Regions from separate parts of the Mus musculus genome. Here regions 2, 3, 4, 5 and 6 are each linked to region 1. A link is a contact called in public HiChIP or PLAC-seq and promoter capture Hi-C data. All regions are on one chromosome and are shown on one strand. The core of a region is the stretch at or near the end of the contact, and the rest is flanking DNA. Distances in the headings are between cores, read along the strand shown. Region 1 holds the start of Atf2 (activating transcription factor 2). Region 2 overlaps Wipf1 (WAS/WASL interacting protein family, member 1). Region 3 overlaps Wipf1 (WAS/WASL interacting protein family, member 1). Region 4 overlaps Wipf1 (WAS/WASL interacting protein family, member 1). Region 5 has its middle 13 kb from the start of Gm30940. Region 6 overlaps Chn1os3 (chimerin 1, opposite strand 3).

Region 1 (4,631 bases), core at 835-3,334:
AACTTACAATTTTAGATTCACTTGGCGTGGAGAAATTGGGTGTATTTTATGTAAAGACACGAATTGTATTCATAAATCTAAATTAGAAATACGCATTTAACAAATGGAAAAGCATGATACTAAAAAAAAAGGCTTGCTTTTTAAAAATCAGTGCAAGATTTCACAGGCGCCTTAATCACATTTTGCAACTTGTACATATTTATTGGACAACCAACATCCCTAAAATAAGCACCAAAATCTTCAGTAGGAATAAGTATGTTTAGGAGTAGTGCACCTGAACCAGTTATGGAATTGTAAAGGTCTGTAAAGGTCTGTCTCTTTCATTGTCATTACACTAATCAGTCGTCCTTCTTCTTGCCCCCAATTTTAAGGACATTACTTTGTGTGTATGAGTGTTTGACTGCATAAACGAATGTGCACCACATGCCCACGGAGGCTGGAAGAGGTTGTCCGATCCCCACCCCCACCCCGCTTTTATGAGCAGCTGAGCAGGTATGTGGTGATAGGAAACTAAACTTGGGTGCTCTGCAACATCAGCAAGCACTCCTAACCATCTGTCCAGTTCCTTCCCCCGCCCCGCCCCCTAGTTTTTTTGAAACCTACTTCCTACATTAACAGGCATTTCTTTGGCACTACAATTTATAGAGCAAAGGAAAATATTGTGGGAAGAATGCCTCTTCTCTGCTGGGTTCTCATTGGCGTCCTTTAGTCCTCCTTAAAACATTAACCAAACCGGACGTGGTGGCGCATGCCTTTAATCCCAGCACTTGGGAGGCAGAGGCAGGCGGATTTCTGAGTTCGAGGCCAGCCTGGTCTACAGAGTGAGTTCCAGGTCAGCCAGGGCTACACAGAGAAACCCTGCCTCGAAAATTTAAAAAAATAAAAAAATTAATACCGATCTCTTAAGCTTTAAATGAATGAAGTGATTCTATTGAAATTAATAATTTTAATTAATTTCTTAATTCTACGTCAGGTACCCTGGAAGTGGAGTTATAGACGGCTTAAGGGTTACTTGCGGATGTCCTGGAACTCACTCTGTAGACCAGGCTGGCCTTGAACTTAGAAATCCGTCTGCCTCTGCCTTCCGAGTGCTGGGATTAAAGGCGTGAGCCACCACGCCCGGCTCGCATCCAGTACTGTTAACCGCTGAGACATCTCTTCGGTCCCTGAAATTTGTATTTTTATATCTAACTAAGTAAAGGAAATTTGATAAAAGAAACACTCATAATTACAAGAATTTTTCTCTAGGAAAAAGATCGTTGCTTTGTTTTAAAATATGGTGACATGGGGGTGGAAGACGGTGTATTTCCTTTTGATCACTGCCTTTGAACATACTCGTATGTAATATACCATATACTTGACATAGGGTGGTGGGGAAGATCGGCTCCAGTTCTGGCTTAGTAAAATCCGAACAAAGAACTCTCTAAGAAAAGGTTTCTATTTTCTACGCAGGGCTGACTTATTTTGCTTCAGTGTGCACATGGGGGCGGAGGTGATGACTGGCAAACCCCGACTCTCCAAAACCTTAAGCGTAGCTCTCTCTCCAGCTCTGGCTTCTCGGTACACGGAGAGTGGTCCAGAAGCGCTTCTCCCTTCATAGTCTCATATCCCTAGCGAAGTCAGAAACCAATACGACAGAGACATCCGGCGCCAGGGCTGGGCTCCTTTAGGCTCCCCGACCTCACCTTTCTTCTCTCACACCGCCCACGCCCTCCTGCTCGCTCCTCCGCCACCTGCGCGCGCGCCCCAGATCCGGTGCAGCTTCTCGTGCCCGCCTCCCGACGGCTGCCAATCACAGCTTTCTGCAGTTCCCTGGTTACCGAAACAACGGTCCTTGGGCACCTTGGCCACGCCCCTTTGGACCTGCTTCCCGCCTTTCGTGCTTTTCGCCCAATCACTCGCGTCCGAGTGTTCTTTGGTTCCCGCCTCCCCGCCCCCGCCCTCCTGAAGACCCGCCCTTTTTCCGAGGCACGACGGAGTCACCTGACCCGCGGGCGCTCCCTCGGTGGAAAGCAGGAAGGGGCGTGTGCGTGAAGGGGAGGGGCGCAAGAAGAAAGCGGCAGGGATGCCGGGAGTGGGGCGGGGAGAAGGTTTGTCAGTCGGATCTCGCGAGAGAGGACGGAAGCCTGTGGGAGCCCGTGGCCTTTAAAGTGCGATTCAGCCCTCTCCTCCGGGGCTAGTTTGTAAACACGGCCGGCCTCCGGGCTCGCGGGTGGCTGGCAGGACCATGAATTAGTGACCTGGAAAGGTGAGTAATGGTGGAAGGGCCACGGGCTTGGAGGTTGTAGGGATGCAGAGGAAGAAGGTGCTAACATGGCGACGTCGCTGCCTGTAGTCTCCACCCCCCGCCTCCCACCCCTTTTGCGCCCCTGCTGTGGACCCCAACCCTACGGACGGCGGTGGCCGCGTTGCCGCCTCTGGTCTGGCGGAGCGACCGGACCGTTAGGTAACGCGCTGCGGCTCCGGCCGGCCCCTCCCTCGCGCGCTTTCCCAAGCCTGAGCGAGAAGGAATAACGGCTCTTCTCCGACCCCTCCCTCCGACTTCTCCTCTGGTGTGGTCACTTGAGAGGTCCCCGAGGCGCCCTTCGGATCCGCCCATCTGTCGGGGAGACCCCCGCCGCTAGTCCTTGATCGCGCTGCCCAGAGGGCCCACGCTGGGCTCCCCACCGGGGACTCGGGCGATCGAGGGTTTGGGATGGTGCGTTGAAGGATTGGGAAGCAAGGGTCTCTGGCCTCGGTGGAACGTGATGGAGCCAATGGTAATGGAGAACCTGCTGGTGGTCTCGGCCTTTTCTGTCCTTTCTGCCGCCCTCACACTCCCGCCGCCGCCACCCCCCCCTTTCCAGGTGGGGCGGGGCTGAGGTGTGGGTGCAGGTTGATTCTGCTATTCCCCCCCACACCCCATTTACTTCGACCGGTGTTCTGCAGAGCTTTTGTAGGAAAATAATCTGTGCCTTTTATTACCCCAGGGACAAGGAAGAGAGGTAGGGAGAGATGTGTGTATGTCTCCCCGGGATGCTCACTCATTGAACCAGACCTTGGAGGAGATGGGAACTATTTTTATGCACATAGGTATTATAAAATTGTCTCTTCTTTAATGGAGACTCTTAAACTGGGAAGGTCGAGTAAAACTACCACCAGTATAATTGAGTAAAAGGGATACTCATGATAGACTCTAGGCCCATCGACTAATACCTAGTTTACCTTGTGGAAGTCACAGTTTCTTGGGGATTATAAACTAGGGACACGTTCACACCAGATGCAGGTAATGCTGTTTTTAACATCTGACCAAACACGGACTGTTCTGAGCTCAGTTTGTCCTGTTTGAAGAAATTCTTAACCCTTGGCCATTGTCAAGTAATAACCGTTCCAGGAATACTACTCATTTAGCGCCAAATGGCCTGGGTCTCTAGCACCCAAATGGTAAGACTTTATAAAGGCTTATTTTAAAACAGTTAACTCTAGATGAAATAAGAGTCTTGTATTTAAATTTGCTAAACCTATTTGAAGAATCCCTGCAATAAACTTTTTTCAAAAGTATAGAAATATTTTGTAGAGTATGCTAAAAACATATCCTATATAAGCCAAGAAAACTAAGTACATGGATCTTTAAGGCCATCGATAGTTGAGTGATAATTAAGGTTCTAGGTCTTAAAATCATTAATAAATAATTGGAGAGATGTTTAGAGATGTTTTCATGGGTATTTTAAAATTTTAAAGCTATATTGTTTTGAAATGATACTATCCATTAAATATTTCATGACTAACATTAAGTCAAGAAATCTAGGTTTGTTTTTGTTTTTTTTTATTTTTAAGAAAACTTGAAAACTTGAGTTTTAATTATTATCTGTACTCTCCTAATCAATTATATTGCTAGATCTAGTAAATAACTTTACCTTACATGCTGTTTCCACTCATTTTTGACTTTAGTCTCTTCCAAAATGATATGTGTTTCTGTGAACTGGTATCACTTTCTTTTGTTACTCTTATTGAAATGCCCTTAGAAAAGTAAGTCTTATATTTAAAGCAAAATTTGTATTGGAAGCTGGGCGTGGTGGCGCACGCCTTTAATCCCAGGCAGAGGCAGGCGGATTTCTGAGTTCAAGGCTAGCCTGGTCTACAGAGTGAGTTCTAGGACAGCCAGGGCTACCCAGAGAAACCCTGTCTCGAAAACAAAACAAAACAAAAAAATTTGTATTGGAACCCTCCTTGATTAGAAGTCAATGAAAGTAATTAGATAATTCAATGAAAGTGATTGGATGATTCAACTGACCTGTATGAAATTAATACATATAGTACTCCCTGTATTAACTTGTAGCCTACAAAACCACCTGTCATATAGTCAATGGTTTTAACATTTTGTGACTATCTTATATTCACATCTATTTCTATAGACTGAAATCTTGTCTGAAATGGAACATGTTCTATGTTTGTTTTTAAGATTTATTTATTTTTGTGTTTTGCTTGCATATATGTATGTGTACCATTTATGGGCAGTGCCCTTAGAGACCATCTTAAATCCTGAATCTCTAAAACTAGAGTTACATATTATTATGAGCCACCATGTGGGTGCTGGGAACTTATCCCAGCTGCTCTGCAAGAACAACAGGTACTCTTAACTGCTGAGCCAT
Region 2 (4,631 bases), core at 548-3,047, 440 kb after region 1:
GGTTTGAGCCCTTTAAAGAAGGTACTTGGAAAGGAGGGAAGATGCAGGAAGAAAATCGGTTTCACTTACATGGATAAAGTATAGGATTCCTGGTCCTTATCCCTTAAGCTAAACCACAGGTAGCTGAGTCACCAGCCAAACTTCATGCTCTTACTTTTAGAGGGGTCTCGGATGTCTACAGTTTCTGTTAATTTTTAAATTAAATATGTAAGATAGTAGGTTAGAATACACTCTCCATGGTAACCTCTGCTTCTCCAGAGGAAGTGTAAGTGTGAGTCTGCCTCCCAGGTTCTCCACACTCAGTTTTGCTCTGGAGAACACTTTTAGGTCCGCAGGCTGTCACATGCTCTGTCACCGAGCTATATCTCAGCCCTAAACTCCCTCCTTATCCAGAACTCTGAATGCAGCGTGTCTGAGTTAGCTGTGGGCCCTCCGCGTGCCCTTCCCTCACCTGCTGCCATGAGAAAGAACAACCCTAGTAGTCACTGAAGCTGTTGTTTCAAATAAGCAAAGAGCAAGTGCATTGTGGGAAGTGGAGGGTCCCGTGCGCAGCCAGTGTGGGTTCCACTGAACATGAGTGGGGGCAAACCATCACTCCTGGGGACTCTGTGAGCTTTGTTTGCTTTGCCTTCTGTATCCTTCTGTCTGTCTTGTTTGGATTGCCTCTTTGCTGGAGCAGGGACCTTCAGCTCAGGAGAGGCGAAGTAATTAGCAATAAGACCAGCAAGCCTTTCTTTCTGCCAGGGTAGTAAAAGTCTCTAAAAGAGAGAGGTCTTGGGGGTGGGGTGGGGGGATGTTGCCTAGCAACTGGTGTCATAAAATAGAAACTACAGGCAACTGCACCTGTGAAAAGATTGTGTGAAAGAAACAGGATGACTGTGGTTTACTGTGAGCATCAGTTTTCCCCGTTGAGTCCTTTTACAGGAAGTTGAAGAACAAAGCCAAGTTCACCTTAATAAGTTTTAATGGTTTTCAGATTTTAAAGACATCCAACACTTGGTTTGCACGGTGGAATCTCTAAAGAACAAAAATCAAGAAGAATTTTTCCAGTAGGACTCTCAAAACTCTGAGCTTTTTAAAAAATTCACGATTTTAGCAGCAATTTCGTATTACTAGATAGTTCTATGTGCCTTCGAGTGGATCTACAGCTTCTGGAATGACCTGTATATTTATTTATTTTTATGGTTGTAATAACAATGTGAATTTAAGACCTTTGACTCATTTAGACACTACTGAGTTATGTGTATTCTAAAATTTCTTAATTGATCTTTCTTGGCCAAATTTTGGGGGTGGGGGAGCGAGGGGGAAGAGGGAGAGGAAAGGAGAGAGGGAGACAGGGAGAGGGAGAGAACACATTTGCCCAGCCTGAGGGTGGGGAATGGGTGCCTAGGCATGCATGCTTCTGCATTTATAAGCTAGCAGAGTGTACATCAAAATAAGAACTATTTCTGGCTGTTATTTACCCAAGGTCCCTTTTAATCTAAAAGTTAATTATTACCGAATTCTTTTTTTTCTGAGGACAAGTAGAACTTTGGGTGTATGTTCCTGCTGACTGCGATTCTCCACAGTGCTCTCCTCAGAATCAGGGGAGAAAATAACAAAACTAAGTTGGAAAGGAGCCGGGCGCACACAAAAAAAATCATGAAAATAAATTAAGGATGTTATTTATAAACTGTCATTGGACTTAAATGGAAACTGTAGAATGTAAAAGCCGTAGCAAGGGTGGGCGAGCAGTGGGGCCTTCTGTGTCTTGCTTTGTTCCTTTGATACCCACCCCCATCCCTCCACACACAGAGCAGATAAACACCCAACTATTGATTCAACCCTTCCATCTTATGTAGCACAGCAACTTCCGGCAATATTTACAGAGCAAGATGCTCTGAGTTTTCAAACAGCCCACTGCAGTAATAAACCACAACTGGATAAAGCCACTTCCAGCAGTCTCTCATAGAACTCCTCTACCCCAGGATTAAAAAGGAATGAAAAAAAAAACTTGGAAAATATGTTCCCTCTCAGGATCTCTCTGTGGCTCTGGCTAACCTGGGCTTGCAACATCGACCAGACTCACTGTGTAGACCTCAGACTTGCCGTGTTTTCCTGCCTCTGCCTCTGCCTCTGCCTCTGCCTCTGCCTCTGCCTCTGCCTCTGCCTCTGCCTCTGCCTCTGCCTCTGCCTCTGCCTCTGCCTCTGCCTCTGCCTCTGCCTCTGCCTCTGCCTCTGCCTCTGCCTCTGCCTCTGCCTCTGCCTCTGCCTCTGCCTCTGCCTCTGCCTCCTAAGCGTTTGGGTGCCCCACCACACTGGGCGAAGTTCTGTTTCATAGTTAGCTCACTTTGAAGGCACTGGGTCCCCAATGTCCTCAGACTGGTTTAGAAGCAGGTATGGGAACCTATTGGTGGTGTTCACAGGGAGCAGGCTGTCCTGCCATATTTCAATGAATGGTTTGTCTTAAAGTATAAATTTTCCACATTAACTTTTTAGTGGTTGAGCCAAATTAATATTTAAGTGCTAAGAAATTGTTTTCTGCAGTTGGACGAGACTATTAAGAATAAAGGAAAATAATTCCTGTGTTTGGAATTTGGGCATAGTGTTGCATAGACCTCAGGTGGTTAGTGTCCCAGGTTGCTCACCGGAATAAGGCTCAAACTCTCTAACAGAGATTCTAAAGTTTCAGCACTTTTAGAACATTTAGAGATCTCATTAAAATGTTGGACCAGTTCCAGGGGGGGGGGTAGGAGGCGGGAGAGCAAAAAGGATTTTATGCAAATGAGTGAGGAAGAGTAGGTGCTGCTCGAAATATGTTTGACCAGACAGGGATGCTTTCTAGTAGCTTCCAGAAATCCTGCCTGCTTCTGCAGGCACAGGCTTACATCTGCCGACACACACTTACAGCGCCGTGCAGGGACAGAATTGAGCAGTGTCAGTACTGGTGTGACAGTCACCCCGCATCTCCAACTCAAATGTCCACTCTCACCAGGGTCCCTCCTGAACAGTCCTGCCAGGGTAACTGAGGGAAGGGTAGTGCACCCCATCCCCTCTAAAAGGTGTCCTATGTTACTGTGGAAGAGAAGTAGGGAGGTTATGACAGACAGACTGTTATCAAGCCGTCTAATGCACCAATGTGTTCTGTTTTTACAGATTTACCTTCAAGACTGCTGAAATTTTAACTACCCAAGATGCCTGTCCCTCCCCCACCAGCACCCCCACCGCCACCAACATTTGCACTCGTGAGTATATTTTCTCTATTCAGGTTTTCTAAAAAAAAAAAAAAAAAAAAAAAAGACATACAAGACAGCTTTTTAGAAAGCTTTTTGCTGCGTAGTCCAAGCTGGTCTGCAACTTGTGCCTTCACCTCCCAAAGACTGGCATTATTTCTGTGCATGACCATACAGTAGATTTCTCCCTTCATCCTGTGCATGAAGACCACTGAACAAAGTCAAGTGCTGGCAGGTGGTTGTGTCATAAGTGCATTGGCATCCCGCATAGGTCTGCTTTGCCAGGGCCCAGTCTTTTCCAAGGTTAGCACCTAGTTGAGACCTGTCAAATCTAGGTAACAGAAAGAATGTGTTTGGTTCAGGGTCTCCTGGGATCCAAGCTTACAGGCCTGGAGTGTGGATTATTAGTCTTCATCTACCAGATCTATCAAGGCAAATGTGATGGTAGCTTAAAATAAGGCTTGGCGGGACAGTTCTGGAGCTCGGAAGCAGGATGCTCTGCCTCCCCATTCAGACGAACGTAATGCCTGAAAGCGAGGGCTCTGCAAGGCATCCGACATTCTCCAGCCTCACCTCTTTCTTCTCTGCCCCATCCCCTCTCTTTACACTCTGTTCTCGACAAATGTTCCCCCCCCCCCGCACTCCCCCCACACTCTCACACCCCTCTAAACCTGTCCTAGATGACCGTGTCCCAAAGGCTTTCATCACTGGACTCCTCCTGCTCCTTGGAAGAGCCTGTTGGGGAATTTTAGTACATTCACCTGCAGGAAGGCTCCAAGACTCACTTCGTCCCAGAGCCCCACCCACCACGTGAGCCTTTGCTGCTTGGGAGCTGCACCCTGATGACTGACACTTTCATTTCTTGTACTGGGAAACTGAGGCTGGGGAAGAAAAAGTCTCCTGCTCCAGGTTCCCATGGCACACTTTTATATAACTCTTCTGAGACCCTGGCCTACTAACAATTGGTCCCCAGCCTCCTGTGAGCATCCCTAAGGGCATGAGGACAGAAATTGTGTTTAAGCACTTAGAACTATTTATAGCAATTCTATGGGAGTTCGGTTTGTTCTCAGATAGGGTTTGTGTATCTCTTTAACAAACTCATTTTTTTTATCATATTTATTTATCATTTTATAAGAGTCAGTCTATGAAATTTTAAAGCAGCCCTTGCGTGGATTAATTAGAAAGCGTGCTTATCTGGCTGATGTGGCAAGAGTGGTTTATCTGTATGTCTCCCAAAATGTGAGTTGCCTATCACTACTAATTGGCACATGGGTTACATTTTAGAATCTTAATGCTGATATACTTATTTTAATATGTGTTCTAAAAATTAATGATTGGCATATCAAAGCCAGTGGCTGATTTAAAAGCCAGTGATATAATTTTAAAGAGAGTATTCATTAAAAGAGAGTATAGATGATA
Region 3 (4,631 bases), core at 712-3,211, 420 kb after region 1:
GTTAAAATCATGCTGATCAGGCAGACCCACAGAACACCTGAATGCAAAAGCCGTTAGCCAGCAGCAGTGTCCCAGTCTGTATGCCCAGATATAACTGGACTCGGGGATACTGTCAGGCAGACGCCCCAGGGAGATCTGAGTGAAATGTTCTGCAGGCCTTAGAAGTAATCCAGGACCCAGAGGTTGTGGCCGCAGCACAGGCACTGGGAAGAAAACTGGGTCCTGTCCTCTCCACGCAGGCCAGAGTGCTGCAGGGATGGAGGTCAGCTCCAATAAGCAACATCCTCCCAAGGGGACGTTCCCAAGCAGTACTCTCCATAGTTGGTATTTGTTCTTGTTTGCCCCGACGCAGAAATGCTGGTTATCAAACAATCGGGATGCTTCAAAAACCAGTTAGTGAATTGTTCGCAGCTTCTGTTGCCTCAGCGAACAACAGAGTCCCCAAGACTTCTGTAATTCCACAGCTGAAAAGACAGTGCCAGGCACTGCTCTGGGACCGAGTTCTAGCACTTGACAGAGTCCAGTTTTGAAACGTGTTATATGTGGCCTCTGTACCCCTGAGAAAATGAGAACAAAGCATTCCTGTGAGCAAGTGACAAGAGATTTCCAGAGGTCTGGGATGGCAGAATTGAAACCTGCAAGCGTGTGTGGGGAGTTGACTGGTTCTGTGGCTCAGCCTCCTCCACAGTAGCTCAGGCTATTCCATACTTGCTGGCAGCGTGGCTACAGGGGTCGTGACTATGAAAGAAACCGAGGTAAAGTGCCACTCTCCTCCAGGGAGGATTTAGGTCCCTGTTTTCAGTGGCCCCAGCTTTTAAAAGAGAAGAATCCTGCAGGAAAACATTTATCTCCCCCTGTTCCTTTTTTATTTGTTTGTTTGGTTTGGTTTTTTTTCGAGACAGGGCTTTTCTGTGTAGCCCTGGCTGTCCTGGAACTCACTCTGTAGACCAGGCTGGCCTTGAACTCAAAAATCCTCCTGCCTCTGCCTCCCAGGTGCTGGGATTAAAGGCATGTGCCACCACCGCCCAGCTCTTCCCCTGTTCTTGTTTTCTACTTTGTATTAGGAAGGTGGCTATTGCTTCAAACCAGGGCTTGTTTGCTAACGCAGATTGCTGAAGTCCAGAGTAGGTAAAGAGTCCCTAAAACTGAACTCCCGGAGTTACTCACCGAGGCCAAACATTTGCCTTTTGCAAGGGAAGTCTTCAGAGTTGGATATATTTCTGAGTGGACCACAAACCCACGTTTTTAAAAGAGAATCTTTGTGCCCATCCCCCAAAGCACCCAACTGGCTTTTAGATGGTGTAAGATAGACTGTTTACTTCATATGAAGAGGCATTCTACCTGAAGTCTATAAACTGGAGAGAGAAATGGTGCTTCTGGGGCTGGTGAGATGGCTCAGTGGCTAAGGGCACTTGCGGAGGACCTGGGTTTGATTCCCGGCACCCATGTGGCTCTCAATTGTCTGTAACTCCAGTTTCAGGGGATTCCGTGCCTTCATCCATGAACACCAGGCATGCATGTGATGCACAAACATACATGCAGGCACCACACTCATACACATAAAATAAAAATGCAAATAACTAAGGAGGAAGTTTCGCTTCTCTGTCTTTACTAGCCCCTAGGAATTTTGCATTTCCTTGGATTGTGAATGTAGCCAGCAAAGTGAGGTAGAATTAGGGACCCTTGTGACATCATCTCGTGCAGAAAATTGTAGATGTTGTATGTCACCAGGTAGCTGGCGACTTACAAGACAGTGTCCAGTGATCCAGGTCCCTTGAAATTCAAGTTCTTCTATACAACCCTTCCTTCAGACCCATAGTCTGCGATATGACAAGCGTTTGTTGGTGAGCTGCCCTGCCTGTGGAATGGATTTATGATTCACTTTGGTGAAGGAAGTATACAAAGAGGAAGGGATGCCCTTCTGAGATCAAGTTGCAGAGACTTCCGCTTCCATCCTCACTGTCTTTTTCTCTGAAGAAAGCCAACCACAGTGTCATGAGCAACTATCCTATAGAGAACTAAATGCTACGGAGCTAAGGGAGGCATTTTGCCAACAGCTGGGGGAAGATGGGGAGAGGGGGTTGGGCTGGGGAGGGTGGAGACTGAAGCATGAGAAAGCTCGGAAGCAATTTCTCCCTCTGTCAAGCCTTCTAGTGAGATTACAGCCCTGACTGAAACCTTGGCTGCAGTCCTGTGATAGATAGTCAAAGGCAATATAGCTAGGCTGTGTGAGAAGATCTCTGCCCCATGGGTTCTGTGATATAATGTAATAGCCTTGGTTTAAGTGCTTGTGGGGTTCTGGGGTAATTGATTACACAACAGTAGATTAATTGGTGCATATTACAATTGCAGACATCTCTATATATTGTTGATGCCCATTTCCACTTTGAAGAACATAATAGCCTATCCACTAGATCTTGCTATTCAACACACGAGGAAACACATACTCTAATGTATAACTAATTTGTTTTAAGCCGGTTTGATACCATGAAACTCCCTCATTGAAATTTCTCAGTTATTAAGGTCTTCAGGGCTTATGGATAAACCAAAATTTTTTTAAAAATCCAGCTAGGACTGGAGAAATGGCTCAGTGGTTAGGAGCACTGACTGCTCTTCCAGAGATCCAATTCCTAGCAACCACATGGTGACTCACAACCATCTCTAATGGGATCTGGTGTCCTCTTCTGGTGTGTCTAAAGACAATAACAGTGTACTCATATACATAAAATAAGTACATTAATCTTTAACAAAAGAAAAATAACTAAGCTAACAAGAAGAAGTATTAGGAGGGCATTGGCAGACATTACAGCTGTTTCTGCCATATGGGAGTTATAGATAGAAGCCGAATCTCCAAACTTAATCAGCTCCGAAAACTCTGGAAGATGAATAGGAAGGTGGTCGCGCCCTTGCAGGTAGAGCTCACAGCCGAGCTGTCTAACAGCTGCTGGGAGTGAGTGCTGACCAGCTAGCAAAAAGGACAGTCTGAATAACAAGCCATGGGTAACAGTGTCACGGCTTGACGTGGGAGGGTAGAGGCATGGGGGGAGGGCGTGTGCCCTTCCCCTCTGGACTCTCCTTCTGTAAAGATGGCGTCTGCCCTTCCCTCCCCAGCGCTGAGTGCCTCCATTTTCCTGTTGGTGGTTTAGAAGATGTTTTTGAGAACTATGGATAAGCAATTCTTTATTTAAACAATTATTAATTAAAATATTCCTTAGGGAGAAAAACATTGTACCACATGAAATTCAAGGCTGGGAATGGTGGCCCATGCAAACATGTCATCCCCTGTAGCCCAGGAGGTGGGGACAGGAGGATAGAACTTTTCTATGGAAGACCCTGTCTCAAACAAAACAAAACAAACAAACAAAATCATGGATGTAGTTTTACATTTTATTAGGAAAGTGTCCAAATATGTACTAAGATTTCTTTAGATTAGATGAAAAATAAAAAGATAAAAAAAAAGTAAAAATTGGATCCCATTACAGATGTCTATGAGCCACCATGGGGTTGCTGGGAATTGAACTCAGGACCTCTGGAAGAGCAGCCAGTGCTCATACCGCTGAGCCATCTCTCCAGCCTGTATATGTAACTTCTTATAGAGGATGACATGGTCTTGGAAATGCATTGTGGGTGATGTCATCATTGTGCTAACATCACAGAGTGCACTTATACAAAAGGCAACTGCGATAAGCAGGATCCAACAGGACCATCATCATCTCTGAGGTCTTGTCCCTGACTGCAATGTCATTGTGTAACTCACGACTCTGTTATTTTGGTAGTGTGGAAGTGACACAGAATTGTGTAGTTAATTGTAAGTGTCTGAAGCTGGGAAATTATCCAGAGACTATACATGTCTGAATACTATGAAATGGTCCATTGAGGAGCTGGTGAGATGCTTCAATAGTTTCCACAGATTCCTCAACAGTTCTACACAAAGGTACGGATTCCTGAACACTGCCTGGCCCCGGACACCTCTCCAGCTTCACCTGGCACATAGGTTTCTCCCCAGGGCTGTTGCTAGCCATATCTGACAGTACTTCATCAATGCCCTCTCCTTCTATCCCGGCTTCCTCTAAGTGTAGGCACAGTTCCTCCAGGAAGCTGCCCCTCTCAGTTGCTCAGTAGCATCTATGGTACACTCTGCATAACCATCACAACCCAGCCAGACATGTTATGATTATGGCTCATGCGCCTTCCTCCCCACCTCTCTCCAGAGTGAGTACCTCACTCCTCACTGTGGTCCTCTCCTCTCCTTCTACCTCAGTACTGACACAGGAACTTGCCGTTGTAGCAAGTTAGTTAACTGCAGGTTGGATGAGTCCAGTGGATACATGCTGACTATGTCAATGGTGCGAAGAAAAGAAACTTGTAAATTCAAGAGTGATCTTGCTGAATAGAGTATAATTTAAGATGTTAACATTTGCTTTTTCCTATAAAAGAATTCTTTCTGATTTCATACTTGAAGACAAAATAGAATTTAGAGCATAACTTCTTTTGCAAATACATCTATATAGTCTTTCTTCTTATCTCGCTAACAGTGAGCTGCTCCTTCTATTAGGTTGAAGTGCCAACCTGGACTCTTGGTGCCTGAACCTAGACTCCTGCTCCAGTTTTGGTACATTGGCCGGGCTGAG
Region 4 (4,631 bases), core at 1,208-3,707, 400 kb after region 1:
CATCAAACTGTGCTATACAACTGCTAGTTTTTTTCTCACAAAAGATAATCAGGGAGTTATTAACCATTCATTCATTCACTCATTCATTTATTCATTCATGTGTTTTGGTTCTATAATGCCCCTAGAGGGCTTGGTCCCCAGTGGTGTGCCCTTGAGAATTGCTGGAACTTTTGAAATGTGGAACCTATGGCCATTGCTCCCTTAGGCCATTGGGAATTATGGGATCCAGCTCTTCCTTATTCCCTTTTGCCTCCTGGTCTCAAGGTGAGTTCTGTAGACCTACTGCATGCAGGTGAGCTCTGTAGACCTACTGTGTGCTCCTACCATGATGTGATATTGCCACAGGCTCAACTTATAGGTCATGCATTGAAACCCTCAGATCTGTGAGCCCAAATAAACCTTAAGAGATGTCTGTTATCTTAGATGTCTGTTATAACAATGCAAAGCTAACTGACACATCTAGTTGATGAGTTAGCAGAGAGTTTGGAGCTGGGACACATTTGAAAGGTGACAATCCAGGTTCTCCTGCAGTTTTACAGCTTGCTTGGAAGTGTGTGCTATTGATATCTTCATTTATTGGTAACTGAAGGCCATTGCTTCCTTACCAATGGTAATAAATTGGACAAATGCACAAAAAGGCACTTTAGGTTTTTTGAATGATAGTATTGTTCATATCCATAAGCATTTAATATAATAATTATTTGTGGTTAATGGTGTCTTAGGGTTTTACTGCCTTGAATAGACACCATGACCGAGGCAGCTCTTACAAGGACAACATTTAATTGGGGCTGGCTTACAGGTTCAGAGGTTCAGTCCATTATCCCCAAGGCAGGAGCATGGCAGCATCCAGGCAAGCATGGTGTAGGAGGATCTGGGAGTTCTACATCTTGTTCCAAAGGCAAATAGGAGAAGCTGGCATCCAGGCAGCTAAGATGAGAGTATTAAACTCCCTGCCTCAGTGACACACCTACTCCAACAAAGTCACACCTACTCCATCAATGCCATACCTCCAAAGAGAGCCACTCCCTGGGCTAAGCATATACAAACCATCACAAATGGTTAACACTGATAATTTGTGAGACTGTGAGCATTGTAAAGTAATCTGAGCCCTTAGGGCAGACTAGGCTCTTGGGACCTGAAGTAGCTGGTGTTGCAGAGGCCCTTGGGCTGACGTGACGTGTCAGTCCTTCCTTATGGAACTGCATGAGTTACCACTTTGTTTATCATTGTTTATGAACGGGTACTTGAGCTGAAGTTTGAAAGATAGGATGTGGCTGATCACAGGGTACATGACTGGATCCCACAATGCTCAGTGACCTCAAAGATTTTCATTGCTTCTGTGTAATGAGAATTGTGGAATTTTAGTTTCTTTAGAAAAACCACAGACATATTATAAGAATATGTTTTCATTTTCATCCCAGATGTGAGGCTATGGATGCTGCTTTGCATCAGCTGACTATGATTTGCCTCGTGCTCTAGCAGAGGCATGGTTTGGCCAGCTGCAAATAGTTTCTGCGATTTCGTGACGTTTGGAATTCTGGGAACTTTTCAGAAGGTATATAAATGCTAGAGCCCTAGTAGGCGGGGTTAGTGGCTGTTGGTCTCTCTCCTATTTGGTGATAAGGGGTGAGACGGGGGCAGGGGATAAAGTGTGGGAAAAAGAAGAACCCACAAAGTATCGAAGACCAGTCAGACCTCGCTCTGTTTACTGTGTTTTTAGCCTGATAAGCAGCGTGGGCTTTGTCTGGCATAGCAACTCCATGGCGCATCCAATGTTGCTCACTGGGGCAGTCTCTGTAGGCTTCAGATGGTTCCATGCAGGCTATGTGACAATTACCCAGGTCCTCCTGGTGTGACCATCTTGCCATTACTTACTGTGTATCCCTCTGAGGAGAGCCCACAAGTACTCAAAGCGTAACTGGGCAGTGGTGGTGCACACTTTTAATCCCAGCACTCTGTAAGCAGAGGCAGGCGGATTTCTGAGTTTGAGGCCAGCCTGGTCTACAGAGTGAGTTCTAGGACAGCCAGGGCTACACAGAGAAACCCTGTCTCGAAAAGTACTCAAAGCACAGTCCTGAGTGAGTATAGGTTCGGTGCTTTCTTTTGGAATATCCCTCTTCTTAATAAAAACGTTGTCAGGAAGCACTGCTTAACAGTAAAGAAGAGGAATCTGAATGGCTGAAGTGGCTTGGTCATTCCTGAAAAGGTCAGGCTGGCTGTTCTCGCAGGTCTAGAAAATGCTTTCATACACTGAGACGCTAGGAAGATGAGGGTGTTGTAAATGATTAGAAAGGCTGACTTAGACGCTGGGTCAGCACCTTTTATTTTGCAGCACGTTGTGTGCACAGCATAGACCATTGACAGACTGAGTTAGAGTGTGGTGGCTCTTGGGAATGAGAGCACCTCTCTTCTCTACTGCTGGAAGAGAGTAATCTTCATTAAAAGATGTCAGCCAACTCTTTCCCTTGAGGGAGGAAGTTTATCTGGGTGGGAGGATGGGCTGTGGCCTGCGCTGGTGCCATCAGAATCCAGGGCTATGATCCTATGTGGGCGGGTCCAGGAGGAAGAAACTGACCCCTGAGCCAAGGCCCAGAAGGGCTGACAATCTTCTCATTCACCTTACTGAAGGGAACTGATTTTGGAGAAGCTGTCATAGGAAGGGTGCTCATCACGGAGCTGTAAAGTCACCGCAGCGGGGCTTTTTCTCAGCTGTCGTCAGAACAGGAAGAGCCACGAGGAGACGGGCTTCTGGTTCCACACCGTTCAGTGGGGTTAAAGTTCACGGGCCCTGCTGAGGTAGAAACACATCTGTTTAGTTAGTTTTGAGTTCTCTTTCCTGCCTGATGTCCAGATGTTTTTAACATCCTTTATGCAATGGTAAGTCAGCTGTGGCCCCAAGCGGAAACAACAGAATCGAGTATGCTTGTAAGAAAGGAGGCGTGTCACGCCACCGAGCATTATCTGTAAACTGAAGCAGACTGGGCTGGGAGGCATAACTACTCTCCTGGGGAAAATATTCAGGCCAGGTACTGTATCAGAGATTCTGCAGAAAAGGCAAGCCAGGATAGGGTAGACCTTTTAGACCGGCTAGTCTGAATTATTTTGGAGGACTGCAGGCTGTGGAGGAGGTCCCTATTTGCCTGGTACTTAGCTCTGGAATGCTAAAGGCCTCCTGGGTGTCTGGTAGAGGAAGTCTGGCTCTGCATTGGTGAGTTTGCTTACCAGGGGCCTATTCTTGGCTGAACCCTTGCCACCTTAAGAATTGCATAGCCCTAGGACAGGGTCTTCCTCAGCTAGAAAGCTTTTGCTGTCTTTAAGAGTTAAAACTTCTTAAACATGCCTCTGTGTTTGCGTATATGTATACACAGTACACAGATGGACTTAAATGGTTATCGGGTATGGACTCTGGAATATGAAAACTGGGCATCTTTGAAAACTGAAATCACGTCAGGTATGGCAGGACGCTGACACATCCCAAGAAGGCTGCAGATTCCTGGCTCATTTCTGGTCACTCTAAGTGTGTCACCATGGTATGAGAGGGGAATGGAGTGGCCATGACTATTTCAGTGTTTTCTTTCTCTTTCTGGCCAGAAGAGTTGTGTGTAGGCAATAAACACATTGCCCTGTACACTGCACAAGTAATCCTCCAGGCTCAGTCCACAGATGGGTTTCAGGTCCCCCTTTGGTTGGTTGGCTTGTTTTTTTTGCAGTCCATCATCATGACAATCCAGGGTAGTGGTAATGTTTGCTTTGTAACATTAAGTTTGTACTTTTAATCAGGCTAGTTATTTTTTAAAACCTTTATTTGAGCATCTTGTGTATTCTGTAGCACACTATGCCTGAAAATAATGTAAATTCTCCCTCACGCAAATTTCTTCTTGCTAGGAGAGCTTCCCACCTATAAAATCTACTTACTTGACATATGATCAAGCTTTGATAAATTTTATAGTTTATAGTAGTGATTTTCCAATAATGAGGGAAGTAGAGTTTATTAAAAACTGGGGCCAGAGAGGAAGACAGCTTAGCTGGTAAATGCATTTGCATGGAATCCATATAAAGATGGGAAGAGATAGCCTGACTCCACAGAGTTGTCCCCTGACTTCCACACACATGTATTGTGGCACACATGCTTTCCCCCGACCATGCACACACACACACACACACACACACACACACACACACACACACACACACACACACTAACAAGTATGTTTTTAAAAATCCATAAAACTGAAACTTGCAATCAGCACGATGTAACATGCCAAAGAGTCTCTTTGGTTGTCTCTTACCATTGTGATCGATGCTCCATGGTATCTTTTTGAAAGTGAAGTCTGTCCAAAATGTTCAGGAGACACGTCTCAATAAACACACTTCATGTTATTAAACAAAGGTGGTTGGTTATTTCTGTATATAAATTTGTCCTTGGAAGTTAATTGGCGGGTATTATGTTGTGTTTAGTACCTAAGTATGTCATTGAGGTATATACAACAGTAATTTAGTAAATTTTAGGCATTGCCCAGAGTACCAACTTTATTTCCAAGAGCTGATTGAAGGCAAAGAAAATAATAGATGTTGATATACAAAGTATGGTGTTCCTCGTTCATTATGACTATTACTAATTAATAAACTCT
Region 5 (4,631 bases), core at 700-3,199, 340 kb after region 1:
CGATTGCTCCTGGGTTCTTGTTTATCTAATGGCCTTTCTCACAATGGTGATGGCTATCAATCCCATTGGAATTGGTGCCCAAATGCACATTGGGCTCTTCTGGTCAATTCCTGTGCTATCATAAGAGTGGTTAAGGGGCTGGCGAGATAGCTCAGTGGTTAACAGCATTGATTGTTCTTCCAAAGGTCCTGAGTTCAAATCTCAACAACCACACGGTGGCTCACAACCATCTGTAATGAGATCTGATGCTCTCTTCTGGGGTGTCTGAAGACAGCTACAGTGCACTTGCATATGCTAGAACTCACGGTGCCAGAGAAATTCTGCCTGCCACAGACCCCTGCCCAAGCCTTTAAGAGTGACCCATCACTGTGGCTCAGGCTGACCTGCCCGTTCTGTACTTGGGTGGCCAAGGTTCTTGTCAGTGATTCCTAGACTGCAGGGTTTCATGTAAAAAAAAAAAATCCAAAAGAATTTTTCCAGAGGGCAGCTTAAGATTGTCAATAACAAGTGTGACTAGTTTTAAACCTTACCATTTTATTATAACCATTATTTTATGGAAACAAGGATTTCATATCTGTCTTGACCATATTCACCCCTCCTCCAACTCCTCCCTTCTCAATTACTTAGCTTCATGTCTTCATCTTCTCTTCCTCCTCCCTCCACTCCTCCTTTGTCGACAAGTCCAATTGTGCTGTCTACATATTCTTGGAAGTGTGGCCTTCTCCACTCACCTGAGGCCACACTCCTAGAGAAAACTGATTCTTGCTCTCAGTAGCTGACAGTTGGCAACAGATCCTCAGCTGGGATGAGACCTCACACCCAGCTCCCCACTCCATGTTGGGATTTCATGGCTTGGGCTTGCACAGGTTATTGTGCACGCTGTCATCAGCCACTGTAAGTTCACACATGCAGCTGCCCTGCTGTGTTCAGTAGACAATTTCCCTGTAGTCATTTGCTACCTATTGCCCCTACTCTCTTTCTCACACACACCTACGATCTCTGATCCTTAGGCATGGGGGCGGTGGGGGGGGGGGAGCACTCCATATGCGTTCCATTTAGGGTTGTATCTCTAGTTCTTTACCGTCTATTGGTAAAGTAGCCCACTGGCTGACCCAGAGCACACATTGGAATCACTTTTTTCCAGTTCGGACCTGACATTTTACAACCGAGAGACTTTGGCTAAAATGTGTGAATCAGGGAAACTACGACCTTTGTAGAGAAGCGTCTAGACCAGAATCCTTCTAGAGGCTTAGCTCCTGGAGTCGAGCTGGCAGAACCACACAGGCACATGGTGCTCCTTCCCTCTCCCCTGCCCTTGGCCCTGGTCAAGTCTGATGTATAGATCTCCCCGAGGGTCTGGTTGGGGAACATCCCTGCCTTCAGGCATGAACAGTAGCTGCTCTTACCTGCTCTCTGCTCTCGTTAAAGCCTCTTACAGGAGAGCTCAGTGTAGGTCCTGCCTCTGCAAAGCTGACAGAGACTGGCTTTGATAACAGGGATCAGTAAAACAGCAGGACATGAAGTGGCTTATCCATGAGCTGTTGGAACCATTTAGAGACATCACTGAACTCCACTGAATCATCTATGATCTGGATCAGACCATGATTTAGACTCTCAGATTCTATGTTTGTGGGTCCAGCTTACACCTACAGGACCAAGGCTGGGCATGCCACAAAAAAACCTTTAACATCCAGAACAGCCCCACAACAAAGAATGGTCCTCCCCTACACATGAGCACGTTGTTGAGCAAGTCATCTCTCTGTTGCCTAGGAGGATATAAGAACCATTAAGAAATTAGACTCCCTGACATAGCAGAAACCAGAAGTGCCCAGCATGAGTAAGGGAAGTGTCAGGTAAAAAGAAGTGTTCCTGTCTGGTAGAGGGGAAGTGGGGCTGTGCCCTCCAGCATGCCCTTCACTTTCTCCAGTGTCTGGATGCAGTTGTGTGGTGTGTCTGAGTGGCAGTAGGGGAGTATGTGGCAGTGGCTTTGTAAGTTTTAGAAGGAGGAAGCAGAAAGGGCCCCAGGGTTTCCTGAAAGCCTCCTCGCCTCCTTCTCTTGCTTCACCTTTTCAAAGGCTTCCAAACCAGCTGTTGTACCTGGCCATGTGATTTCTGCATCCTGCTGAGATTTGAGCCCCCTCCTCCCACTCTAGGAAAACCATGAGAGAACAAGATAGGTGTTGTTTACAAGAGTGTAAGGACCCTAGAGTGTCTGAGGCCTAGTGAGAAGAGACAAAGGACTTGAAAAACATAAGCACTTCCCACATGCAAGCTCTAAATTGCCACATGTAAAGATCCCGCTCAGAGGGCTGGCTGGTCATGCTCACACCACCACCCTAGCGTAGCTTCTTGGTGCCCCAAGAACTCTCAAGTACCTCACTTGGATGCTCCAAGACATGGTCTGTTTTCTTCCTCCATAACAGCACTACATGAGGAAATTTCTAATATCCACATTTTGTAAACAAGGACATCAGTTTTCATGAGAGAGAAACAACTAACCTAACGCCACACTGGAAGCAAGAAAGGGCAATGCCAAGACAGAGGGACATGTCTATCCAACCCCAAAGTCAAACCTTGGTGACACTGTAAAGTGGGCAGTGGTGGACCGGGCACCTCACCTGCTCCGGTGGCTTACCCCCTTCACTAGAAATGGTCTCTTTCAGATTTAGAGTCAATGCTGAGCTCACGGTGTCCCCCACCGTTAGCTGAGAGGGGAGGTTTTCCAGGAGGCATACAGAGAGACTGCTGTTTTTTTGTGGGAAGGCTCTGGTAATCCCAGGCTCACCAGAAGGCGCTGTGAGAACAGGCTGTGAGTGGCCACAGGGATAGGTGCCTTCCCTTCAGCCCCTGACAATGCAGTACGCAGGCAGAAAGCCCAGGGACGTACTGGGCTATAGCTCAGTGGGAGAGCACCTGCCTAACACATCTAAGGCCCTGAGTTTGAGCCCCACAATCACCAAAACAAAACAGCCCTGAAAGGCAGCGGATGGGGAAGGCTCTTCCTCCTAGGAATCCTGTATATGACCATAACATTTTATTCTGTATTTGTTCATACAGTACACCTAGAATATATACCTATTATCTACCGAACAAAATTCTAGACCAGTGGTTCTCAACCCTGTGGTTCATGACCCCTGTCATGGAACAACTCTTTCACAGGGATTGCGTAAGACTACTGGAAACCACAGATATTTTCATTAAGAGTCATAACAGTAGCAATTCGCAGTTATGAAGTAGCAATACAATAATTTTTTGGCTGAAGGTCACACAACCGGAGGAACTGTATTAAAGGGTCACAGAGATAGGAAGGCTGAGAACCACTGCTCTAGGGTCACACAAGCTTCATGGTGAGAAAGAAAACCTATCTGTCCTTAGGCAGCTTAAAGTCTCGTGGGATATCCAGGTAGACAAACAGGGTAGATGTCTGACCTCCCAGACCTGGCTCCCCCTCCCTTTTTCCTTGGCCTAGAAAGGTTTGGGTCCCCTCCCCTTTGGCACTCATGGTTCAGCTCCCAGAAGCCACGTTCTTGTTGGACAAGCAGTAAGAAGCAGGTGCTCCTAGCAGCGCAGAGGCAGACCTGAGTTCACACCATGGTCTCAGGTCAACACACGCCCACCAATAAGGCTAAAATGAGCTTTCAACACCAGCTTGGCTGGACCCTGGTGCACACATCCTCCCTCTACACGTCGACATCCCTGTGGGCTAGGATACCCATTGCTCTGATTTTAACGGGGTGGAAACTGATACTCTGAGCAATGAGGAGGCTATCCAGGTTGCATATTGCTCCTTACTGCAGCGGGTGCTGAGCCAGGGCCCCGGGGGATGATACATTATTATCATTTAGGCACTGCAATCCTGTCATCCTGTGAAGGAAGGGTTTTATGGACCACAGCATAAACACAGGTCATAAGTGACTTGTCCAAAGTGACAAAATCAGTTACTGGCAAACATCTCAGGCGGCTTCTTCTTCTTCTTCTTCTTCTTCTTCTTCTTCTTCTTCTTCTTCTTCTTCTTCTTCTTCTCCCCGTCCTCGTCCTCCTCGTCGTCTTCCTCCTCCTCCTTCTCCTCCTCTTCCTTCTTCTAATATGGAACAGAGTTGATTTAGGACATGCAGGGGCGATTTGAGAGGGTACTAGAGACAGAGAAAGACAGAGAGGGAGACAGACAAAGAGACAGAAAGAGGAAGAGGAGGAGGAGGAGGAGGAGTGGAGGAGGTCGGCCATGAGCACGTGGCAGGGTGGGTGGGGGGAGCGGGAAATGGGGAAAAGGGAGGAAGAGGGTAAGGGAGTAAGAGCCAGAGGAGAAGAGGAGATGTCTCTGGCTTCTTTATCATTATTTTTCTCCCTTTTATTTTATGCCTATGTGTGTTTGCCTGTGTGTACATCTGTGTCCTGTATGGAGGCTGGAAGAGAGTATCAGACACCCTGGGACTGGTGTCCCTCATGGCTGTGAGCTGTCCTGTGGGTACTAGGAACTGAACCCAGGTCCTCTGTAAGAGCTCTTGACTGCTGACCACCTCTCTAGTTCTAGCATTTTTTAAAAATTCACTTTTAATTGACAAGTAAAAATTATACATATTTCTGATGTACAATATATGAATTGCCAACTTATTTAACATGTGCATGTCTGA
Region 6 (4,631 bases), core at 711-3,210, 280 kb after region 1:
AATCCCTAAGTTTAAGTCTGAAGTGGGACCCAAGAATTTGTATCTCTAACTACATGCAGGTGATGCAGATACTGACCCAGGATCTTGCTCTGGGAACCACTGCCCTGGGACTTCTAGGGTCTAGCTGTCCCCTAGATCACTGCAGGCCAATGAAATCCAAGGGTATGTTGGCAAGTCCCGGACAGACAGCATCCCAGGCGATTCTAATGGTCCCCTAGTGCTAGCTGTGCCAGCTTCATTTCCTCTGGGTATGTTACAATGCACGAGGAATTTGCTTCAAGTATAATCAAATAGCAAACAAGGGAGAAACAACTGAGATTCTACACAAAGAAACAAGGAGGCAAGGCACAGGCAGGCACACAGGGCCTTGGAGGGAAGCAGTAGTTAATCAGTGGCCAAGGATTAGCCAGTAGAATAGCATCCTAGGTCATGGTCATGGCGTGACTCACTGGTTTCCACCTGGCCCTAGTGATTCAGTGTAAGAGCACTGCCTGGATTGCAGCCATTGTAGGGGTTGTTGGCTCTGGAGTGCTTTGGCATTGCAAAGGGAAGTCCTTTGAACTCTTCGAGGAACTGGCTAGGCATGGAAAGACAGTCTCTCTAATACATGGAGAATAGAGAAAATAATTAGTCCAAAGTCTGTGCTTTTCTCCAAAGTCACTTGCCCCACATCTGACTCTGTCCTCAATACAGTCTTATTCACTTTTGATTCTAAATTGTACAACTCACTAAATATAAATTGGTACTAAGTCAGAAAAAAAGACATTAGATTTTGTAGAAATCAGAATGAATCACATAAACACCTTATTAATTAGAACCCTTTATTAGGAGACTATAGAGGATCCCTAGAAACCACTGAAGGACATCCTTATGTAACAGGAATAAACTCAAGGCCCTGACACCCCAACAGTGGTTTTGGTAGAGGAGATCAATAGCTTCCAGAATTCTTCATTCCCTAGTTGAGACTAAAGACTATGAATTGTTCTGAGAGCCATCTGTGGGAGCTCGTAACTGGTACCCCAAAGTGAGAAGTGAGTTGATATACTCCTGCCCTTGTCACGAGGTTGTGGTTGGTTAGCACATACTTAAGACTCCCCTTCAGATCAAGGTCCTCTGAAAGGTGACTAAGTTACACGGAGGGGAGGAGGGAGGAAGTCAGGCTGGTTGGTCTAGGTTGCTGCAGACAGATTTCTTCTACACCCCCCCCCCCCGCCCCGTCCCTCTAGCTTCTCAGATCACATAGCCATCTGCAAAGGGAGCTAGAGGCTTTCACATTGCAAACATATACGGTTTCAAGTCTGACTATGGGTTATAGAAAGAAAAAAAAATCTCCTTGCCAGTATCCCATGAGCCACCATTTTTTTTTTCTTCTTGTTTTAACTTTAGAATGGGGAGAAACAAAGGACTGGTAGAAGTTTGTTCTGAGGAGTTTTCACAAGCAAGGATGGCCCAGGGCCTACCTACTACACATACTCAGACACACACACACACCGATCACTCCACAGGTGGATGTTAAGGAGCCTACCAGGGACCCAGCAAGGACAGGCCCCACTTTGCTTTTGCTTGAGATATAGAGAAATATGCCCACCACCACCCCCTCCCTCTCCCCTCCAAAACCTGGTCAAACACGAGGTAATACAGGTGATAAGGTCCGTGAGATCTGACAGCAATGCTGGAGCTTTTCCTGTGCTAAAACCTGGGCCCAATCCCCCCAAACAACATGCTCGTCTCAGAGCACAGCCAAGGTTTTCTATGGTGTTACAGGAAGAGGCCACAGCTTGTAATTGGAAGCCAAGCTTACTGGTTATAAACACCACATTGTGAGCAGAGGAGAGCACTGCCGACCATCCAGGGCTGAACCCCATAATTGCTCAAATTGAAGGCCTGCTCTTTCATACGCACAACCACCAGACCTTCCCTGTGGTCAGCAGGGGAGGACGGCTGCAGGGATGATAACTAGGTCTTGAGTCACTCCCACAGGAAAGAGAAACCCCAGGGAGGGTGAGCAGACTGCTTCTAGGCTGCTCCTGGTGCTGACAGCAACCAGGGAGGAAGGGCTTGTTCCAAAATGGCCAGAGTGGGGAACACTGCAAATCTAAGGGGTCAGAAGTCTGTTCAAGAGAGCGAAGCATTAGGAGGGTTAGTGTCACAAGCATTCCTGGGGTCAGAGCCCAGGCCCTGTCAATTCGAACAAGCTAGATTCAGCCCCTCATCATCAATAGGTCAATTAAAAGACAATTGTGAAAAAAGAGATCTATGTGGCCACATAGAGAAAAGGGGAAAAAAGGGCCCCCATAACTCTCCGACTTCAGGGCCCTGACTAAGGCTTAGTTCTAAGCAGAGGGAAGCAATGTGCACAACTGTCCAGCTCAAGGTGTGGTCAGCTGATCACCCAGCTCCAGGCTCTCCTGCTAGGTGGTCAGATCTTCCAGGAAATGAGCTGCTTCTCTGATTGGTACCAGGCTTCAGTCTGGCCTCCTCCCAGCCTGAGCTTCCTGGGGGGAATTCCAGTTCCTTAGGGTGCATTGTCTGTCTGTCTGTCTGTCTGTCTGTCTGTCTGTCTGTCTGATAGCCTGCGAGAGGCCAGAATGACTCTAGAATGTCTTTATTCCCGCTGGTCCTTTACAGCAGCTTAGGGTTTGCTTGTTGCTGTATCAAAGACTGAACCTAGAGCCCTGCAGACAGGCAAGTTCTGTACCACTAATCTACGTCTCCATCTTCCTTCCTTCCTTCCTCCTGCCCTTTCTCCCTCTTCCCATTTCCTCCTCCTTCCCACTCCTCTTTTTCTTCCCTTTTTGAGGCAAGGACTCACTAAGTTTCTCTAGGTAGCATTTAGCTTATTCTGCTTACCCATACTTGAGACCCACTGCGGGCTTCAGCCACTCTGGACCACTGTATCCCTATCCGCACTGCCGAGCCGGGCCTGCACTGGGCTCAACCAAACCAAGGGCTCCATGCTCTTGTGATTCTCACAGGAGCCTGGTGTTCCAGTGAGCAGTATTTAGCAGCTCTAACCCCTTCCCAAATGTAACCCCACACTCAGATGCATGAGCCCGGGACCTAGCTTCCCTCTCTAAATGAAACTAGGAAATCAAAATGGTAAAGGAAAAGGATTTGATTACAGTTTAATCCAGGGAAGAAGAGAGTCTTCAGCCATAGCTTTGTGATGAAGACTGTAGTGGGTTATAGCTAGCAAATGAATCCACTCTATACTTCCTGGTGGGCATGCTCGCGTTCCTTGCCACACACCCAATGTTCTGGATTCCCAAACAAAGGACACATACACAGCCTTATTGTTAATATACCCTAAACAGCTCTGTGGCTGGGCCACTCCCATCTCCACGTGGCTAACACACACTCCCCTCTGATATTCCCGAGTTAATACTTTCTAAGTCTATATTCCATCTCTGCTGCCCTGGACCCCGCTGGGCAGCCCTCCTGGGGCCGCTTTCCCCTATACCTACAAATCCGCTGTCTCTCTCCTGCACCTTTCTGGCGTGATCTGCCTCCTCTGCCCCTGTCGGCAGAATGCCCTCTTCCTCCTAACTCTGTCTCTCTGCCCAGCCATTGGCCACTGGCTACTTTATTGACTAAACAAAAACCAATTGGGGACAAAACAAGTTTGAGGGTAACATAATTAGCAGGAGAACACAAGCAGATACAGTGGGTTGGTTCAAAACCCCAAAATCTGCTTGCTCCAAGACCAGGAGATCCTCAAGTACACCAGCTTCTGTTGTGTAGACTTGCCCCCCCAAGTTATCCCTGAAGATGCCTACCGCCTAGGCTGGGCAGAATAGAAGGGGTGGGGTAAGGTTCTCCAGCTTGGGGTCTCGGGCAGGGGCCAAGAGGAGAGAAGATAGGAGGGGGTGGAGCCACACTGGGATTGGTAGATCGTGACCCCTTGGCAGCCGACTGGAGTAGGAGCAGCCCAGGAGGAACATGGCAAATGATATCTCGGGGTTTATTGACAGGAAGGAGACAAAATAGCACAGAGGGCTGATATCTACCCAGCTCTAGTGCTTTAAGACTTGTTACAAATATAAAGGTTTTGTGTCTTTTACTTGGGAGCTCAGTGATCTAAGGTGAGGTAGAAACCTCCAAATGATATTTACCACAACAAAAGACTAGAACACATGTAAATTCGTGAGCCGGCTAACTGGTTCCTTCGTAGGGGATGACGACGACCTAGGCGCACCACATTGTCACCCCTCTGTTTCCACCCCTCTCTCTTCCATCTTGTCAGGGCTTCGGTACAGAATGGCAGCATATCCCTGACCCAGATCCTGTGCCCCAAGGGGCTTCAAGAAGGGCAACGGCCTGCCTGAGTTTACTGACTTAATGGAGGCACTCTCTGCTGTGTTAGGTGGCCCTCCCCGCACAATGTTAAGGAACTAGAGAGGGCCCCAGAGGCAGCCCGATGAGTGGGTGCTGTCACCCACGTGCGCCTGGAAGAGCTGATGTGCTAGGCTTGCCAACGGGTGGGTGACCTGGCAGATATGCATGGTTGGTCGCAGTGGAATCTGGTTGCCATGGGGATGAGAGGTTTTTTTGCTCAAGCTGTTTGAGAAGCAAATTTTCCATTGAGTATATGTCTCATTCTCATGCCTTTCAGTTTTAAAATATGGGGTTTT

Evidence for each region. Promoter capture Hi-C pulls out the DNA fragments that hold promoters and counts their contacts. HiChIP or PLAC-seq counts read pairs in DNA pulled down with a chosen protein or histone mark.
Region 2: an H3K4me3 HiChIP or PLAC-seq map of the SCID.adh cell line shows a contact between it and region 1, with 9 read pairs. The contact joins the enhancer-like site here to the promoter of Atf2 in region 1. A contact is called at or near these places in 1 of 39 promoter capture datasets (the HPC-7 cell line), 2 of 484 Hi-C or Micro-C datasets (B cells and Th1 cells), 6 of 115 datasets of contacts at active chromatin or transcription factors (the 230-238 cell line, the SCID.adh cell line, bone marrow-derived macrophages and 3 more) and 1 of 9 other capture datasets (liver).
Region 3: a contact with region 1 is called in an H3K4me3 HiChIP or PLAC-seq map of bone marrow-derived macrophages, with 2.7 times the contacts expected there. The contact joins the enhancer-like site here to the promoter of Atf2 in region 1. A contact is called at or near these places in 1 of 39 promoter capture datasets (the HPC-7 cell line), 2 of 484 Hi-C or Micro-C datasets (Th1 cells and embryonic stem cells) and 8 of 115 datasets of contacts at active chromatin or transcription factors (the 230-238 cell line, bone marrow-derived macrophages, effector CD8 T cells and 4 more).
Region 4: a contact with region 1 is called in a promoter capture Hi-C map of cranial neural crest. The contact joins the enhancer-like site here to the promoter of Atf2 in region 1. A contact is called at or near these places in 1 of 39 promoter capture datasets (cranial neural crest), 1 of 484 Hi-C or Micro-C datasets (embryonic stem cells) and 5 of 115 datasets of contacts at active chromatin or transcription factors (the 230-238 cell line, bone marrow-derived macrophages, embryonic stem cells and 1 more).
Region 5: a contact with region 1 is called in an H3K4me3 HiChIP or PLAC-seq map of bone marrow-derived macrophages, with 2.9 times the contacts expected there. The contact joins the enhancer-like site here to the promoter of Atf2 in region 1. A contact is called at or near these places in 5 of 39 promoter capture datasets (the 3T3-L1 cell line, the SN4741 cell line, cranial neural crest and 2 more), 1 of 484 Hi-C or Micro-C datasets (conventional dendritic cells) and 17 of 115 datasets of contacts at active chromatin or transcription factors (the 230-238 cell line, the NIH/3T3 cell line, bone marrow-derived macrophages and 9 more).
Region 6: a contact with region 1 is called in a promoter capture Hi-C map of cranial neural crest. The contact joins the enhancer-like site here to the promoter of Atf2 in region 1. A contact is called at or near these places in 6 of 39 promoter capture datasets (the C10 cell line, the SN4741 cell line, cranial neural crest and 3 more), 2 of 484 Hi-C or Micro-C datasets (forebrain and stem cell-derived neural stem cells) and 14 of 115 datasets of contacts at active chromatin or transcription factors (bone marrow-derived macrophages, craniofacial prominence, embryonic basal ganglia and 8 more).

What each region holds. Positions count from the first base shown.
Region 1 is chr2:73,890,092-73,894,722 of GRCm38.p6, reverse strand. It overlaps Atf2 (activating transcription factor 2), which reads left to right and starts at 2,084. Exons shown (of 15, transcript NM_001025093.2): 1 at 2,084-2,248. It overlaps Gm10822 (a long non-coding RNA gene), which reads right to left and starts at 2,315. Exons shown (of 3, transcript XR_003953852.1): 1 at 1,984-2,315; 2 at 1,686-1,812.
Region 2 is chr2:73,446,442-73,451,072 of GRCm38.p6, reverse strand. It overlaps Wipf1 (WAS/WASL interacting protein family, member 1), which reads left to right. Exons shown (of 8, transcript NM_153138.4): 2 at 3,136-3,224. The coding sequence starts at 3,174. Among named protein-coding and RNA genes, the nearest start is that of Gm13707, 62 kb to the right of the region's middle. Within about 2 kb of position 1,797, at least 14 of the 459 cell types and tissues checked have an H3K27ac peak or open chromatin away from gene starts, as enhancers often do. A contact at or near this core is called in the SCID.adh cell line, where this site is marked.
Region 3 is chr2:73,473,176-73,477,806 of GRCm38.p6, reverse strand. The region is part of intron 1 of Wipf1 (WAS/WASL interacting protein family, member 1); the gene reads left to right. Among named protein-coding and RNA genes, the nearest start is that of Wipf1, 54 kb to the left of the region's middle. Within about 2 kb of position 1,961, at least 49 of the 459 cell types and tissues checked have an H3K27ac peak or open chromatin away from gene starts, as enhancers often do. A contact at or near this core is called in bone marrow-derived macrophages, where this site is marked.
Region 4 is chr2:73,494,202-73,498,832 of GRCm38.p6, reverse strand. The region is part of intron 1 of Wipf1 (WAS/WASL interacting protein family, member 1); the gene reads left to right. Among named protein-coding and RNA genes, the nearest start is that of Wipf1, 33 kb to the left of the region's middle. Within about 2 kb of position 2,457, at least 69 of the 459 cell types and tissues checked have an H3K27ac peak or open chromatin away from gene starts, as enhancers often do. A contact at or near this core is called in bone marrow-derived macrophages and memory CD8 T cells, where this site is marked.
Region 5 is chr2:73,546,014-73,550,644 of GRCm38.p6, reverse strand. No RefSeq gene overlaps it. Among named protein-coding and RNA genes, the nearest start is that of Gm30940, 13 kb to the left of the region's middle. Within about 2 kb of position 1,949, at least 51 of the 459 cell types and tissues checked have an H3K27ac peak or open chromatin away from gene starts, as enhancers often do. A contact at or near this core is called in bone marrow-derived macrophages, where this site is marked.
Region 6 is chr2:73,605,085-73,609,715 of GRCm38.p6, reverse strand. All of the region lies in intron 1 of Chn1os3 (chimerin 1, opposite strand 3), which reads right to left. Among named protein-coding and RNA genes, the nearest start is that of Chn1os3, 11 kb to the right of the region's middle. Within about 2 kb of position 1,960, at least 48 of the 459 cell types and tissues checked have an H3K27ac peak or open chromatin away from gene starts, as enhancers often do. A contact at or near this core is called in embryonic limb bud, where this site is marked.